2 separate regions of the Ovis aries genome follow, and region 2 is linked to region 1. Evidence: chromatin contacts called from public Hi-C data. All regions are on one chromosome and are shown on one strand. The core of a region is the stretch at or near the end of the contact, and the rest is flanking DNA. Distances in the headings are between cores, read along the strand shown.

Region 1 (3,302 bases), core at 371-2,870:
ATTTAGAGAGAGAAAAGATCTCTCTCGAATGAGGGGGCAGATTCCTGGCTCCCATGTGGTCCAAATACTTCTCAGCCCTCAAGAGGAAGGGGAGGAAAAAAAAAAACAAAAACGAAACAGTACGTTGAACACTAAAATACAAATAATCCACTCGGATACTTGTGATTGTTTTCTTAAAGTTCGTACGTTCCCTCGCCCGGCTAACCTGGGGGGAACAAAACTTTTGAGAGATACCGTAACCGTTCCGTTGAGATTTTTAATCCCAAACATTTGCCACCATTTACCCGTTTATACACATCACAAACTAGCCGAGGAAGGTGGTTTTTATTTTTCAAACGCCTAAACATAATCCCCGAAGGCGAAAAACTTTCTTTGATGCATCCTCGCCCCCACTCCAGAAAAAAATTATTAAGCCGCTGGGAGGCCAACAGGCCACAAAGAAGCCACGGAGAGGGTTAGTGGGAAGGGACTCTCCGTGGTCGGATCCAATCGAGTTTCCAAGTCCAGCCCAGAGTCCCGGGACCCACGCTGTCCGAGTGCAAGCTGTCCGATCGATTCCTCCCTTCCAGAACGGACTTCCAGGCTTCGCACCTTCCCGTCCGTCTGCACCGGGAGGAAGCGCGCGGAGCAACGCGCTGAAAGCGGAGCTGGCGCTTACCCCTTCCTCTCCCCGCCCTGTCTCCTCCACCCGCCGGGCCGGGACGAGCCGGGGCGCGCCCGGGGGCCCCCTCTCCGGGGTAGGGGGGGTGGGGAGGGACAAGGGCCTCCACCGCTGCCCACCCCTAGCCCGCACCCGGGCCCCGAGAACGAGCCGGGCCTCCAAGGGCATTTCTCCACATCACTTCTTCCCAGGGGATGGGCCGGCGCGGGGCCTGCTGCTCGGGAGGGGGACGCGAGGAGGGCGACTGGGCCAGCAGCGCACATTCTCCCCTCCCCGGACCACCGGGACTCCCGGCCCGCGAGGGCCGCCTCCGGGCCGCGGCCCCCCAGGTCCCTTCACGACCCCCACCCCACCCGCGAGACCCGGGCCGCGGGGCCGGGCAGGACGCCCCGGAGGCGGCGAGCGCGGCGCGGGAGGCCGGCGCGACCCCGGAAGGGGCAGCGTTCGGGGGAACTGGGGGTTGGGGGAGCGGCCGTGTTTACACCGCCAAGTTCCCCGCTTCCGCCCCGGCCCGCGCATCCCTCCCGCCCCTCGGCGGCCCGGTTCCTGCCTGTACCTGCATGCCGGGCAGGCCCGACTGCACCGGGGAGTGAGCCATGGCGGTCAGGACGGCCACTTCCTGGGACGGGACGGCCGGGCCGCGGCGATCCGCGCGGGCGACGAGGCCCGCGGGCCGCGCGCAGCCCTCCTCGGGCGGCCGGGGGCGGGAGATGGGGGGCCGGCCGGCCGGAGCCCGAGGCCACCCTAGCCCCCCGTGGGTCCTGGGCCGGGCGGCGGGCTCAGGGGCGGGTGGCGGGCCTCGTCTCCATGCACCGCGCCGGGGACGGGCTGCGAGGAGCGCGGGGCCTCCCTACGAGCGGCCGCCCTGCTGCTGCTGCTGCCGCCGCCGCCGCCGCCGCCGCTGCTGCTGGACTGGAACCGGGCGGCCTGGGCCCGCGCGCTGGCGCCTGGAGCTGGAGTGGGGCGCGCACCGCCGGCCGAGCCCGCGAGCGCCGAGCGCGCCCCGCCCCGGCCCGGCCCCCGCGCCCGCCCCCGCGGCCGGGCCGGGGACCCCGCCCCGCGCTTCCGGGAGGGGGAGGAGGCTCGCGGCCGCCCGGCGCCCTAGGCCGCAGCGGTCCGCGCCGCCGCCGGGCCGGGCCGGGTAGAGGTCCGCGCGGCTCCCGCGGGCTAGACCAGGTGGAGGGGGACGCGCGGGCGGGTGCGGGGCTAGGGGCCTCAGTTAGCGGGGGGCAGGGGTCCCCCCCGGTGGTGAGATGGGAGGGCGCGGGTCTTCGGAGTCAGGGATGGGCCATGCGCCCACCCCGCCCTGCAGGCCCGGGCCGGTCGGACGCCCCGGGGGATCTGGGCTTGCCTTCCAAAGAAGCCCACCCCTCTCGGCCTGGCGACGGGCCCCAGGCCACTTCCCCGAGGGCAGAGCCTGGGGACCCGGCGGGGGCCTCGGCCAGCGGCCGGTTCAAAACTACCGGGGCGGAGCTTCTTCGGTGTCCGGGTGAAGTTTCCAAACCAACCCAAGGAGGAAGCCCTCCGGGAGGGGAGAGGCCGAAAGCGGTTCGTTTCCCGTGCTTTGGCTGCTTGAAAGCACTTGGAATACTAGGAGCTGTGAACTTAGCCAACAAACAGTGAGGGGGCTGAACCCCATCGTCTCTGGGCCCCGGACCAAGGCGTGGGGGCGGGGGACGTCCACCCACCAGAAGGGAGAAGCGGGCAGGGAGGGCCGAGGAGGAAGGGAAGACAATGGAAGGAAACGATGTCTAGACTTTCCCCTGCCTCTCTCCCGCTCTTTCGGCTGCCTCCACCTTCTGGTCACCTCTCCTCCGACTCCAGAGGAAAGAAGCAAGAAGGAGTGAGTCACTGCTGCCTCCAGAAAGTAGTAGTTTGTTTACAACGACCAACAGCGGCAGTCCCCTGAAGGGACCGGCTGCAGCTGGGGTTGCTAGGACCCCGACGTCTACATTCGTGCCCGTGAATGACGTTGCACCAAGGCTGGGTGAGGCTGGACCTCCAAAAATTAGCCCATAGAGTTCGCAGACCGCTGGAAGAAGTTGAAAAGCCCTCCACCGAATGAGGGGTGTTTCTTAGAGGTGTCAACTGGATTCAGAGTTCCCTGCGGTGCTCTGGATCAGATAAGCAATGACTTAAAAACCTACTCCCCGCTTTCCTTTGGGAAATTATGCATGTTTTGTATCCTCAGCATCTTCCAGGATACTTTCAGATACCTCACGGTGGTCCCTGGTGTGCGACCGTCACTGAGCCCTGAAACCCTGCCACCCCCAAATACTGTGAAGAGAATAGAGCAAATACAAACTTTAAAAAAAAAGCATGAACCCTGATGCTTAGGGCGCTCACCGGCTTGTGTAAATTTTGTGTACACACACACAAAAAGCGTACATAAAGAGACAGACGGCAGATCAGACAAGCGTGTGAATATTAAAAAATGTTCATCTTTAACCCAGGCATTTTCCTAAGGAAACAACGGAGAAGTGCAGAAGAATGGATATAAAAAATGCAATGTGGTGATATTTATGATGGTGGTAAAATTGGGAACCGATTAAAAGTCTGAGACTTACTTAAATGATAATATAGTCATACAGTCATTTAAAGTGATGTACTTCAATATTTACTAACACGGGAAAATATTTTC
Region 2 (3,302 bases), core at 599-3,098, 47 kb after region 1:
ACTTCACCAGGCTGAGTGGTCACATGGGTGTCATTTGAGAACATTCTCAGACCAAGAGAACGTGACTGCCGTCACCACCCAACGGGGAGGGCTCTGCGTCCATTTTCGGCCACATTTTGATGACAAGGTCAAGTCTAAACACTCCTCTGACCCAGGGGCCTCAGCACACAGATGCTTTGTAGATTCCTTTCTTTTCCCTGGTGGCTCAGACACTAAAGAGTCTGCCTGAAATGCAGGAGACCTGGGTTCGATTGCTGGGTCAGGAAGATGCCCTGGGGAAGGAAATGGCAATCCACTCCAGTATTCTTGCCTGGAGAATCCCACAGACAGAGCAGCCTGGAGGGCTACGGTCCATGAGGTCACAAAGAGTCAGACGCAACCGAGCAACTTCACTTTCTTTTCATCCCAGTGCTTTAATTCTGTAATGTCTACCGGATGTCTGTGGACAGTAACAAAACCAAAACCAGTCCAACACAAGAACAATGCTGGGGTTAGCAAGGACATTTAGTGTCTCATCTAGTCTCTGACGGGTGCAGATACTTTGGGGCCTGCTCAGGGAGGCTTCTTTATAACTCCCAGAACATCCGATATGGCTGAGTTGACATTCTCAAAAATATGGGAGAATCAGCTTTAAGGCGATAAGAGTGTTTTTCCTGAGGCTTAAGCATAAAGATGAAGGCAGGGGAGGGGACACCTCTTCTGAATACTTTCATGGAAAGTTATTCTACTTTGTGAAGGAAGAGCTGGAAAAGCACATGAAACTCTATTCCACAAGGTTTCATTCACTGTTAGCAGGGAACCTGATTCATTCTTTCCTGAAGGTGGTGGTCGGGCTGCCTGTGTTCTGTATCTGATCATTGCTAGCATCAGCCATCAGATTACCCCGAGCAGTCGCCAAGCATAACCCCGCTGATGCCGTTATGGTCTTTCATAGCATTCTCCTTTCCGCCCCCAGCCTGTACTGCCACCTGTCACACCGCCTACAGCTCCGCAGGGTGACTTCCAGGGGGAATTTTGTTTGCTTTCCAAAGGAGATGGGCCAGAGAGTCACTTCCCCTGAAACTCTAAAATGATGCCCACAGATTTGATGGCTCAGTAACTGGAGCACCCACACGGGGGAGATGATTCCAAAATAAGTGAAAACCACCCCAGACCTCCATCTGATCATCTCCCCCCCTCTCCACCCCTGGGGTGGGCAGGCTGGGATGATGTGGCCAGCCCATGGGGGAGGGTAGTGAGGATTCTGGAAAGAAGATCTTCAGGCCCAAGATGGCACATGGCAAAATATCTTTCATAGCCTTGCCTGTGGTGACCACGGACGACGTCCCTGGTCCTCAAAAGCGTCTCTAGCCCCCTGGATGCATCAGAGGCACCTATGCTGGAAGGAGAGGCGGATACTGCCCTCACTCACTCTACCCATCCCCCACCCCGGACGGAGCCTTCTCTCTTCAGAAACTTGAGCAGCTGGTCTGACCTTTGTGGAAATAAAAAGCAACCAAATGGGTGTCCCTGATGGCTCAGATGGTAAAGAATCCACCTGCAATGCAGGAGACCTAGGTTCCATCCCTGGGTTGGGAAGAACCCCCTGGAGAAGGGAACGGCTACCCACTCCAGTATTCTGGCCTGGAGAATTCCATGGACTGTGTAGTCCAAGGGGTTGCAAAGAGCAACTTTCATTGAAACTGAAAAGAGAAAGCGGGGAGGCTATCAAGTCAGCTCTTGCTGTAGCAAGGGAGGCAGCAGCCAACACTTGCCTTTGGCAGAGACTCAAGGGCAGGCAGAGGGGTGGGAAAGATACAGAGAACAGGGAAGGCTCCTCCCTGATTGGAGGCTGCTGGCCGTGGGAAGCTGGGGGCGGGCCAGTAGGAGCGGAGCTCCTATGTGATTGGTTGGGGGCCACGTTTGGCTTTCTCCGGTTGGCTGCGAGTTGGAAGTGAGAACAAAAATTAGGGAAGCTGGCAGTTGTTAAGCGAGTCCCGGCCCCCCCACCTTTTTTTTTTTTTCCCAACTGCTAGAATGATTATTGCTTCCTGGACTGGTTGCTAGAGTTACTGGCCTGACCTCCTACAAGTCTGACGTACACAGCTGGCTGGCTTCCTGGACTGCACATCAATGTCCTAACAGACCCCTCCCCCCGGTGCCCCCTCTCCCCACATTTACACGCCTAACTCTAAAACAACTGTTTTCTTAACACATCTTTCTTCAATCCTCACCTCCTCCTGGCAAAGCTTCGTAATTGTGAGGTCTCTGTGGACATTTGCTAAAAGCAACCCGGTTAAGGTGTGACGCACCCTGCAGTGCCTTCCCAGGTGCTTCTGCGTCTCTAAAGAAGACGCTGATTAAAGCTCATTCAGCTGCAACTCCGGAGAGTCCTGGGGTGTGACTCGGGGAAAGAATGCTGGCAGTAAAAGAGGGGAGTATCTTGGGTCACAGGTAATTATGTCCTGTGCAGTGGAAGGGCCTCTTTGATTTCACTGCTTTGCTCAGAGGACAGCCACAGCCAAGGGCAGGCTGCACAGGGACAAGGTAGCAAGGGATTTGGTGCCACGTGGAGTGACACAATTCCTAGGACTTTCACCGGCCACCCGGCCTCTCAGGTGGGAGATGGACTCAAAACACGTGGGCCATCAGCAACCATCTTGGGACATTTACAAAATTCCCTTCCTGTAGACTTAGGCTCAATATTTTGATGCTCATAGAGCATGTTCTGCCTACAATTCAAAACCCACAAGTAAGAAATTCAGCAGCTGGGGACTTCCCTGGTGGTCTCTGGGCTTCCCTGGCAGCTCGGTTGGTAAAGAACCTGCCTGCAATGTATTGGACCCAGGTTCGATCCCCGGGTTGGGAAGATACCCTGGAGAAGGAAATGGCAACTCCAGCATTCTTGATTGGAAAATCCTATGGACAGAGGAGCCTGGCGAGCTACCATTCATGGGGTCACAAGAATCAGACACGACTTAGGGACTAAACTACCACTGCCAGTGGTTAGGAATCCACCTGCCAATGCAGGAGACTGTGTTTTGTCCCTGATCTGGGAAGATTCCACATGCCAAGGAGCATGTGGAACTAAGCCTCATGCACCACAAGCACCACAACTACTGAGCCTGTGCGCCAGAGGCCAGAAACTGCAACTACTGAGCCCCAGAACCGGCGCTCCACAAGAGAAGCCGCCACAGAGAGAGACCCACAGAGCGCAACCAGAGAGTGGCTCCCGCTCGCCACAGAGAAAAGCCCCCACACGGCAATGAAGACCCAGCACAGCCGGAAATAAATACATCAATCTTACAAAAAAATCAGCAGCT

The links. Hi-C and Micro-C count contacts between places; a contact is called where the count stands out from the background.
Region 2: a contact with region 1 is called in a Hi-C map of hypothalamus, with 2.8 times the contacts expected there. The contact joins the enhancer-like site here to the promoter of STK24 in region 1. A contact is called at or near these places in 10 of 16 Hi-C or Micro-C datasets (blood, hypothalamus, liver and 4 more).

What each region holds. Positions count from the first base shown.
Region 1 is chr10:74,892,112-74,895,413 of ARS-UI_Ramb_v3.0, forward strand. STK24 (serine/threonine kinase 24) reads right to left here and starts at 1,621. Exons shown (of 11, transcript XM_012184878.4): 1 at 1,218-1,621. The coding sequence starts at 1,259. LOC121820461 (a long non-coding RNA gene) reads left to right here and starts at 1,737. Exons shown (of 2, transcript XR_006061002.2): 1 at 1,737-1,837; 2 at 2,486-3,233.
Region 2 is chr10:74,939,118-74,942,419 of ARS-UI_Ramb_v3.0, forward strand. No RefSeq gene overlaps it. Among named protein-coding and RNA genes, the nearest start is that of TRNAC-ACA, 16 kb to the right of the region's middle. Within about 2 kb of position 1,849, at least 35 of the 54 cell types and tissues checked have an H3K27ac peak or open chromatin away from gene starts, as enhancers often do. A contact at or near this core is called in hypothalamus, liver and tail adipose tissue, where this site is marked.